Linked DNA regions of Mus musculus: regions 1 and 3 are each linked to region 2. A link is a contact called in public Hi-C data. All regions are on one chromosome and are shown on one strand. The core of a region is the stretch at or near the end of the contact, and the rest is flanking DNA. Distances in the headings are between cores, read along the strand shown.

Region 1 (3,663 bases), core at 775-3,274, 290 kb before region 2:
ATACTCCAAAAAGCCAAGACTCCAAGATTCCCTGCCTCAAATAGTCTACGTCTAACACCTGCCTGTGGCTCTAGCTTCTTGTGTGTCCTTTGTAGGGCTGAGCAGTAGAGCAGGGGGACTGTTCCTAAGTGTCGTGGATACAGCTAACTCTGGAATGGCTTATCCACGCATGTGAGTAGAGCCCCTCATGGTGGGACCAAGTTAGCTAGAAGAAAGGAGTAGACCATGGGCCAGACTAGAACAACTGGCCTCTTCTCTTGCCTCTTGGCACTCTAGAATTCTGAGGAGTCCAGGAATACTGAATTTTCCAACTATGGCTTTCCAAGTTGCTAAACAAATTTACTCATCAAAGTTGGAGACTGTCTTACAGCTTAATAGACTTTAATAGACCTTGTTCCATTTTCTTGTTTTGTTTCATGGTGTAAGTGTCTTCCCTTGACCTTTTGCTCCTAGCCCTCCAGATGGTGGGGTGAATATGGACAGGCTCGCCCTTCCCTCTCTTCTCTCTTTCGCTACTTCTCACTCCCACCTTACGCAGCTCACCTTGTTTGGTTCTCTCATGGAGACCTGGTGAGGTCCAGTTCCAACCATCAGTACTGAAAATCCTTCTGTTTCCCTCTCTATGCCTGGCTTTCTCAGATCATCCTCATTTGTCAGAATCCAGTACATGAAGATGGCTTTTTAGAGGATAAATAATAGAAACGTTTTAAATGGATTGATAAAATTAATAGAAGGACAGATGAGTATGTTCTATATATCATTCATATAGGCCTAGGTATGTTTCTCTTGAATATTTATTCTGTCTAGCCTTCAGCGTACCTCTACACTTTCATTTCCCTTCCCTTCCTTTCCCCTCCCTCTCCCCCACTTCCTCCTCTTATTCTCTTTTTTTTTAAAAGATTTATTTATTTATTATATGTAAATACACTGTAGCTGTCTTCAGACACTCCAGAAGAGGGCATCAGATCTTGTTACAGATGGTTGTGAGCCACCATGTGGTTGCTGGGATTTGAACTCCAGACCTTGGGAAGAGCAGTCGGGTGCTCTTACCCACTGAGCCATCTCACCAGCTCCCTCTTCTTCGCTTTCCTCCTCCTCTTCTTCTTCTCTTTCCTCTTCTTTCCCTTACCCTCTCCTCCCTCCCCCTCCCCCTCCCCCTCCCCCTCCCCCTCCTCCTCCTCCTCCCCCTTCTCTCCTCAACTCCAGAGGACAGGGTCTCACTAGATCTCACTGTGTAACTCTTGACTGTCCTGGGATTCTTTCTTGAACACCAACCAGGTTGGCTTTGAACTCACAGGGTTCCACCTGCCTCTGCCTCCCAAATGCTGAGATTAAAGGCATGTGCCACCATGCCTGGTTTTGCCCTTCCTTTCTGAGGTCATGAGGCAGACATCAGGAGACAAATGGAGACAAGCATGCCTGATTAACATATCTTAGGTTCTCTTAAAATCTGACCTTGTAATGGTTCCCTTCATCTCTACTACCAGCACTTCTCAGAGTTTTTCAGCACCTGGTTTAAAAACAAGAAGGATTTTAGAAGCTTGCTGCATCTCTTCTCAGAGTTTCTGAATCAGTAGGTAGAAGAGGGGTGAGCACCAAGTGTTTGTACTTCTAACAGTTTCCCAGGTAATATGGTGGCTACTGGTCCAGGCGGTATCCTGAGAACCACAGCCATTGGGTTTTTCTGTGTAGGTCTCTGTTGTTAATGCCAAAGCTCTTTCCACTTGTGCTTCTCAAGCAGACACTGCCTGGGTCCAGAGCACTGCTCAGAGGCGAGAGAAGTGACGAGGACCTTAGTGTCTAGTTCCCGGGCCAGGCAGGCTTGGTTCCTAATGGCTGGGGCGTTCTCCCACAGAGGCAACTTGAGCCCTGGCTTGGCAGAATATGAAACAGCCTTGGCCTGTACCCTTGTCTGTGAGTTTTTAATTGCAGAATCTGGGTGGCCTTCACACAGTTGTTTGCATAGCGAGGGAAAAGAGATAAGTTCGGTAACCTTGGAAGACCAGTCTCTCCCCCCAACCCCACCCCCAGTCTCCTGAGAAGTGGTGCCCAGAGGAAGAAACACTGTGTGTGGGAAACCAGAGAGGGGCTCTAGAGGGTGGCCTGCAGAGGCCAGGCGAGGGGGTGGCGTTTCTAAAGAATGAATGTCTACCGAAATTACTTCCTGCTGCATGAGGGTTCATTAGCTGGAATTCTCTAGATGACAAGGGTCTCTAAATCTCCTTAGCTGGACTCCGGGCCATGATTCTCCCTCCCAGGATATAATCACTCAGAAAGACAATCTTGGCTCCAGCTGTTGGATTACAACAGCCAGTCCAGAGAGTGGGTGGCTCTTAAATTGAACCTCTCGAGTATGTATATCTGATAGGGACAAGGAATTCTCTGTCCACGAATAACCACAGCCACATCAGGGCACAGACTCAAACACAGCGCAACCAACAGCCCAGGTGCCCAGGCCCCAGTTTGTATTTATCTGTTTTCTCTTGGGCAAAACCACAAGCCAATAATTGCTTTCTCTTTCCAGCCACACCTTTGCCAAATGACTTGGGCCGTGGGTTGCTGTGAGTCCATCCTGGATCTGTCATGCCGTGAGAGCCCAAGACAGTTTCAGTTTCACAATGTTAATAGCAATAATGGGAGCGAGTTGTGAAGTGCGAGCTCCCCAATGGGACCTGTGCCAAGGACTTCTCATCCATGATCGCATATCATCCTCACAACAGTACCAGATAGTGGGGTTTATTACGCCCAATCTCCAGATGGTGGAACTGAGGTTCAAGGGTTAGGTAACTGCCCTGAGATCACACAGGCAGCAAGATGTGGGAACTTGGTGAGGACTCAAGCTTGTGTCCTTGTCCCTGCTCTGACAATTTTGTACTTGACACGTGCTTGTTAAGCTAACCAGCCTATCTACACATGCATAAAAAAGAACTTCAAAGGAAGGTTCTAACCTGTATTATTTCAAAACAGGAAACTTAGCCAACCAAACACTCCATTTTCCAGGCGAGTCAGTTAACTAACTTGTTAGAGTATAGTCAATAGTCAATCAATACTCAACACTTGCATAGTAGCAGTTAGCATTAGGGGAAAGGAGAACATAGGAAAGCAATGGCTGGTGCGTGGAAGGTCTGCATAAAACAAACATGGCAACCTATCTGAGGCTCACAGCAGTGTGGAGTCAAAAGTTCTCTTTTTCTTGGAGCACTTAGGGTCCTCCTTAGTTCTTCTGCCAACCTCTCAAAACATGCTAGTTTCCACAACTCCCTTCTTGATCTAAAGACTCGTGTTCTCAGCATTGGCTTGCTGGCCTCACATTGGGCGTGGGAGCAGGCAGGTGGGTGTGAGCATAAGAAGACATGGAAATGAAGAGTGTCTGCCCTTCCTTCCTGCAATGGCCGAGAACAGCGTGGGACGTGCCAAGTGGGACCAGACCCCTCTACACACAGGGGGGGTTCTGTGAGGGTCGATCTGACTCCAGAGAGGAGTTCAGGTGGTCGGGAGCAGGCCCTGGATATCCCAGCACCTCAGGGCTTCGCTCCATTTTTGCAAACCTTCTCCAGTGTGTAGCTTTATCAGACAGTGACTTTGCAGCTAGTAATTCTGCAAGCTTGCCTCTATCTCCCATTTGTTGGAACTCACTTTGGATAAGGGTGGTTTATAGAGTGG
Region 2 (3,330 bases), core at 161-2,660:
TGCAGCTTCCTCTTGCATAAGGCAAGGAATGCACTGGCCTTCATAGGTTGGAAGAGTATGTATCACACACATGCATAAATGCATACACTGAAGCAGAAAAGCCGGCTATAGAAAGACCTGTATGTAATAGTCACACAAACAGGTTCGAAAACATTGTAAGGAATCCTAACTATGGAACTGATTCTGAAATGTTTACTTACAAGAATAAAAAAAAAAAAAATGTGTTTGACATATGGGATATGGATGCACATCCCTGCCTAGGGAAGAGAGTGAAAACAGCATGTAGAGATGATATTCACAATAGCTCGGGTGTTAGTCAGCTCTGAAGAAGAAACTGAGAGTCACAGGAGGACAAACAGCCTTCTTTGTAAGTCACCATTCCCTGGGAAGAAAACGCAGCGACCTGAAGCAAACGTGGCCAACCGGTGCTAAGCGCTCACCGCGTGGCTAGCCTTTCCATTCTCTACATTTCCGGTCCTCATGACTAAACCTTCTATAGTAATGAATGCATTAAACACACAGGAAGGAACCTGCTGTTGCAAAGTAGTGTTTACCTCAGTAGCTTATTTTTAATAACTGGAAAAACGCACACATGATATTTGTGAAACTACTGGAAAATTAATCGTACAGCTGTCACACATTGATATGGAATTCCTGTCAATTTTTTTCCCCTAGGTGTGGTGATGGTGTTAAAAAAAACATTGACATCAGAGATTCCTTTAGGGGAAGATCGTGTGGTGAATATCTGAAATATAAAGGCCTGTGATGCTGTATTTTAATTGTTCAAGCTATATGAAGCAATTCTAGATTAGATTTTGTAACTGGTGTTTATATTTGGTTTTCAGAAGTTACTCTGAGGTATGAATGTGCATCTTAAAGACACTATGTTAAACTTATTTAATCCACACTTAAAGCATTTGTTATAAATTGAAAATAGTTCTACGGTATATTTTATTTGCAGCAATCATATGTGCAAATAACCATCACTAGGCGAATAAAATAAAATGTATTTTTTTAAAGTGCCTTATCTAGTAGAGACATTTATTGAAATGTTCAGGGCTTAATATATACGTATGGAAATGTTTACAATTTACTTTAAATACAGAATTGACGGAGGTGGGAATCTGAATGAAACATGGCGAGCCGAAATGTGGTGATGGTATGTGAGGAATTCCTACACTCCTCTGTTAATTTTGGGTCTGTTTGAAACCGTTTGTGACATATCCAGGTAGACAAGGGGTGTGTTCATCCTAAATAACACAGAGCAGTCAAACCCTGGCATGACTGGGAGGAGGGAAAGAGAAGTCAAGGATGAAGTACCACACAGCTACAGGCGGTATCCGCATGGTACCGGATCTTTCTGCGGCTCCTGGGAGTTTCTAAGCACAACAACAACAGAGCAGGCGGTCTGGAAACCGCCAGCAGCTTGACACTACCCACGCTGAAAGAGTTACGCTTCTCATTTTGCTGAGAGAAGAATCATTCCTCTGCCAGCTGAATAAGGCAGGAAGTCAACCTAGGAATTTTAATGCTGCGTTTACTGCTTGCTGGTTCAGTAGAGGGGAAAGCAGCTGCTAAAACTCTCCAGCATCCCAGACTTGGCCTTTCCCTTTAATCCAGAAGAAGGCAAGCAATTTAGTCAAACACACCCATGCTAATTAGTTCTACCTGCTACTTCGTAATTATGCTATTACCAGATTTTTAAAAATGAAATCCAATTCTTTGTTTTCAGTGCCTATGAATGAGGGTTTTCCCCTCTTGATTAATTACAAAATGACGGATGTTGAAGAATTTGCAGGCCCATCCTTTTTTGAAAAATTGGCTTTCTATTGTGCAATATAGGGTTTTGTTTTGTTTTTTGCTCCATAGTTTTTAATGAGAAACATTAACTTGGTAATTCTCATTTGTTTAAAATGACATTTGCTAAGAAGCCAAATCCTGAAGTATCACTTCTAATTACAGCCTTGAGTTTATGTCTCTCAAAAAGATTATAATTTAAAAAGCACGGTGTAATTGTAATACACAGCAAGTGTGTATGGTTTGAACAAGGTCTCATACCTTGGTTCTCTCCAAGCTTGTTATCATAGCAAAGATTACTACATTTTTAAACATTAAAATGAAAATACTTTAGGAATTACATAATTACAAAAGTAGGAAGTTTATAGGAAAGAGGGAAACATTAAGATTTTTTTTTCTTTTAAATGATTGAAACAGCAATCAAAAGCAAGCCAGGTGTTGTGGGGCATACCTGTAATCCCAACACTGTGGGGAACGAAGCAGAACTACTGTGAAGTTAAAGATTAAACTTCACATGGGGATGAGGGAAGAAAGAGAGAGAGAGAATATGAATATGAATGAAAATGATTATCTCTTTGGAAACATCTCTCTCAAGAGAGCTGACTTAAGGCTGTCTTGTAAATAAGCACAGAAAATGGAGCTATGTACCTGTTGATATTTGTATTTCCTGACCTGTGACCCCAGACCAGAGCTGAAGGAAAGCCACCTAGCAGCCTTTGCTTATCTAGGTGATAAAGATGACCAAGGTTGTCTAGTAAGTTCCTCTTTTGACACAGATCTGTTTCTTTGACAAACAATTCTATTCAAGAAACAACACCCATCTGGCCAGATGATTTTACTCCTTATTAGTGAAAGACAAGAGCAGAAGTCATGTTTGGTAGCCTCGGGTACTCCCTTCAGTCATGTTTGGTAGCCTCGGGTACTCCCTTCAGTCATGTTTGGTAGCCTCGGGTACTCCCTTCAGTCATGTTTGGTAGTCTCGGGTACTCCCTTCAGTCATGTTTGGTAGCCTCGGGTACTCCCTTCAGGACTGACATTCCCTGCTGCTGTGCTGAAGACCTTCAAGCTTGTGGCCATGGAGTTGCCGGTCCCCTTGTAGAATAACAAGGCAGAAATGCAGCTAAGTTCAATAGGTGGGCCATCCTGCTCAGTGGCTAATGAACACCACTCTGATGCATAGCATCAAAAACTCTCTAGAACAGAATAGGTTCCTGATGTGGTGGCCAGGACAGGTTTCGGGGGAGAAGAAGGCGTCTGAACTGAACCTCAAATGTTCACCATGGTGTCAACAGCCTTTCATGGAAGGTCAGTCCAGTGAAGTGTACAGTCATTGTAACAGGGCAACGCTAGATGTCACGAGCAAAGGTGTCCTGTTTGTATGAAGTGTGGGGGACTAAAGAGGAAGAGAGGGTCTGCAATAGAAGAGAAGGGAAGTTTTAACTTCAAAAGATTTTGTAAGGCTTGGCGACTCCTAGTGATCAAGTCTCCTTTACAGTTCCACATCAACTGCATTGCTAGCTTCTCTTCCCCTAC
Region 3 (3,341 bases), core at 99-2,598, 360 kb before region 2:
GTTTTACCACAGTGATAGAAACCCTAACTAAGACAGCAGTCATTCTTTAGTAATGGGTTTAGGATTGGTTCTAGGACCCCTGCAGATACCAAAACGCTCAGGTGCTTTAGGTGAGTATATGATCTAGCATTTGCATATCATCCATATATTCCCTCTCACACACTGTAAATCACATCTAGATTACATATAAAACCAAGTACAACATAAAGGTTATGTAAATAACTGCTGCATAACTTAGGGAATAATAGAGTCTGAACACGGCCAGCACAAGCCATTTTTTTTTTCTGTGCATTTTTGATCCACTGCTGGTTGAATCTGCAGATACAGAAGGCCAACTGGACCTTGACTACTGGCCATTGTATATGACCTGATGTTCAGTTGTAGGTTTTGTCATGTGCGGAGAAGGAAAGGAGGCTTCTGAGAGGAGCAGTGATGGGAAGGACAACAACGGCTCTGTGAGCATCCTGAGCAGATGCTGGCTTCACACTTTGCATATTTGAAGACAAGTTTATGTGGCTACAGATCACAGACGGTATGGCTGCTCCTTCCTGGTTCTGACGCTATTGAGGAAAGCTGGGTTCATAGTCTCCCCTTTTCTTTCCCCTGCATCTCACCCATTCCACTGGATGAACTCTTGATTTATAGCTCAGATTGGTCTTACTATCCTCTTGCCTCAGCCTTTTGGGTACTGGGATTATGGGTCTGCAGTACCACATCTGGCTCACATTTTTTTATCATTTACTATCACTTGACCTGGGTAGGAATTCTCATTTTGTGGTATAGCTGCTTATATAGTGTGGACTATTTCTACCTCATGAGATGGTTTTTGGCTTCAAATGAGGTTATCATATATAGATTGACTAAAGATAGAGCCAGGCACATAGTAGGTACTCAGTTAATAAGATCTGGGCCAGAAATTCCAAGATTTTGTACAGTTTGGTAGGTCTAAAGCTGACAATAATGCTTTCTTCTTCCCAAAGAGAGCACACAAAACCAAAGGCCATCAGATCAACCGGCCAGCCAAGCAGAAGGTATGGCAGCAGATGGGCATCTTATTAGGAGACACCCTGCTAGACGAGAGAGCCACTCTGTTGAGGTATTAGCATAATCTTCCTTTGAAACTTCTGCTCATAGAGAACAACACCGACTTCAAGTTGGTAAATAACTCAAAGGAATTTAATTTGCCCTGTGAAGTGTGGGTAATACTGCTTTATCTTTCAGAGAAGACGCACTGCCGCCTCCATAACATTCGTAATGAGGCCATTACCACCCGAGAGCGACTCCCTCCTGAGTTCTGACAGAGCAGTAGGCCACATGGCCGTGATTCATCTGTAAATCATGCTCTCTGTTTAAAAATCTTGGCAACTTCCTCCTTGTGCCCTGCTGTCTCTGTGGAAGGAGGAGGCATGGGAGGGAGGGAACCAAGGGAAGGGCATGAGATGTAAGGCTTGACTCTGTATTCTGTAAAACCATTACCCTTCTTCATTTCCACTAGAGTACCCCCATTTCTGCATGGTATTTTATACTCAATTAATTCCTGGAGATATTGCCAGAAACTAATGTGTTCTGTGTGCATACTGGATAACCGTGGGGATTTTAAAAAACTGTTGTTATTTGTTTAGATCATGTTTTTGCAGACAGTAGCAATATTAGTTGTTCATTTGGGGACATGGAGTAACTAGCCTGAAACTATTATTCTTTCTTTGATTTGATTCATCTATGCTTGACCCAAACGCTGTTTTGAAATAGGAAGAAAACCAAGTGTGGTGGCAGTGTTTGAAATCCATGCACTTGTGAGATTGGTGCTAGGGAGGGTGGGGTGGGGTGGCCGATGTTGGTCTGGGTGTGGTGAAACACACCTTTAATCCCAGAACTCAGGAGGCAGAGGCAGCTCGGTCTCCCTGAGTTTCAGTTTAGATAATGAATCCCATGCCAGCCACCGTTAGATCTCGAGACACTGTCTAAAAGACAAAAGCAAAGCAACTGACTGGGACTGGGGAGTGGGGGTTAGCTACTGAATTGTGTTGTGCTTTTATATGAAATAGAGACGAACACCGGTGAGTTCATAATCTTTGTGAGCCTTACTATGTGGAGACACCACAAGCTGTAGAAAACACACTGATTGGGATCAAAGTCCCTAGGTCATGACAGGCCCAGATGGCAACTGATTATTTCCGTCCTTGCCTAGCCTCTCTGCCTGGTAACAAAGGGTTTTATCACACTTTCTAATTCGTGGCCTGGGATGATAAACAGCAGAGGCTTGCTTGGAGACTGACCCATGGCCTCATGCCCAGTAGCCCTTTTAATAATAGACTTTTCCTGCCTTGTTTTTTGTATAGGTGCTAACATCAAGTTTGGGTATGCATCAGGACTCATGAGTCCTCATCTGGGTCCTCTTCCAGTACCCCACCAGCATCACCCTATTCTGGCGTCAGGCTTTTCTTTTCTGTGAATAGGAGTCAAAGCAAAACAAAAAAGGAGGTGGGCTGGGACAGCCGCTCAGTCAGTAGGGTACACGCTTGAATATCTGAGTTTGACTCTTAGTACCCATGTTAAAGAGCTACATGGTAGTGCATACTTGTGATTCCTGTACCGGGGTCAATAGAGCAGACAGATTTCCTAGGGGCTCAATGGCCATGAGGTCTAGATGACATGGGGACTCCAGGCTAATGAGAAACCCTGTATCAAATAGTGGAGACCATGTGAGGGAGGGTATCCAAAGTTGATCTTTGGCCTCCATACACGACCCCCCAACACACACACACACACACACACACACACACACACACACACACACACACACGGGTCTTTTTCGGTGAGACTCTCGCAGTGTCTTTCTGGGTCCAATTATGATGCTGAGTTAAGGTTTCAGAGGAATGATTTCATTCTTTAAACAATCAGTGTCTTTTAAAGATCCAGACATCTTTTTGACCATGTCCCAAGGACCTCGGTGGACTGATGTGTCAGAGGGTTCCTCAGTCCTAGGTTATGTTTTCCCAGCTGCTCTGGCCAGCAACAGAGAGAAAAAGACACTCTGGCATATGGGTCAGATGCTTGCATTATTATTTTTTTTTTATGTGTGGGAAACATACGTGGAAGGGCCTCAGATTGTAAAAAGCCGACCGGTGCATAGGATGTCAGAACACTCACTGTCTCTGTCCTGGGGACAGTTTCTTGGCATGGCCTTTTGGTTGTCTAGGTGTGTCTAATTGTTCTGAAGGCACAGCTGCATGAATATGATTTGCCTGTGGGGGTTGGGGGGCAGTGGGAGAAAAAAGGAAAAAAAAACGAAGAAGAAGAAGAAAAGGAAAACTATTTTTCCAATGTCAGGAAACAATCTT

The links. A called contact is a pair of places that touch in the nucleus more often than the background predicts.
Region 1: a contact with region 2 is called in a Hi-C map of nephron progenitors, with 3 times the contacts expected there. The contact joins two enhancer-like sites. A contact is called at or near these places in 1 of 15 datasets of contacts at CTCF or cohesin (the NIH/3T3 cell line), 10 of 484 Hi-C or Micro-C datasets (the C2C12 cell line, adipose-derived mesenchymal stem cells, bone marrow-derived macrophages and 5 more) and 6 of 115 datasets of contacts at active chromatin or transcription factors (the NIH/3T3 cell line, T-cell acute lymphoblastic leukemia, embryonic stem cells and 2 more).
Region 3: a contact with region 2 is called in a Hi-C map of cortical neurons, with 2.4 times the contacts expected there. The contact joins two enhancer-like sites. A contact is called at or near these places in 1 of 39 promoter capture datasets (hippocampal neurons), 1 of 15 datasets of contacts at CTCF or cohesin (the NIH/3T3 cell line), 10 of 484 Hi-C or Micro-C datasets (cerebral cortex, cortical neurons, embryonic stem cells and 4 more), 4 of 115 datasets of contacts at active chromatin or transcription factors (the NIH/3T3 cell line, embryonic basal ganglia, pancreatic cancer cells and 1 more) and 1 of 9 other capture datasets (embryonic stem cells).

The regions. Positions count from the first base shown.
Region 1 is chr13:97,615,752-97,619,414 of GRCm38.p6, forward strand. Gm34087 (a long non-coding RNA gene) reads right to left here. Exons shown (of 5, transcript XR_873831.2): 2 at 1,456-1,510. Among named protein-coding and RNA genes, the nearest start is that of Gm34087, 5.2 kb to the right of the region's middle. Within about 2 kb of position 2,025, at least 39 of the 459 cell types and tissues checked have an H3K27ac peak or open chromatin away from gene starts, as enhancers often do. A contact at or near this core is called in nephron progenitors, where this site is marked.
Region 2 is chr13:97,909,806-97,913,135 of GRCm38.p6, forward strand. All of the region lies in intron 35 of Arhgef28 (Rho guanine nucleotide exchange factor (GEF) 28), which reads right to left. Among named protein-coding and RNA genes, the nearest start is that of Gm34388, 17 kb to the left of the region's middle. Within about 2 kb of position 1,411, at least 62 of the 459 cell types and tissues checked have an H3K27ac peak or open chromatin away from gene starts, as enhancers often do. A contact at or near this core is called in cerebral cortex, cortical neurons, nephron progenitors and 1 more, where this site is marked.
Region 3 is chr13:97,544,988-97,548,328 of GRCm38.p6, forward strand. No RefSeq gene overlaps it. Among named protein-coding and RNA genes, the nearest start is that of Gm41029, 8.0 kb to the left of the region's middle. Within about 2 kb of position 1,349, at least 102 of the 459 cell types and tissues checked have an H3K27ac peak or open chromatin away from gene starts, as enhancers often do. A contact at or near this core is called in cerebral cortex, cortical neurons and ventral hippocampal neurons, where this site is marked.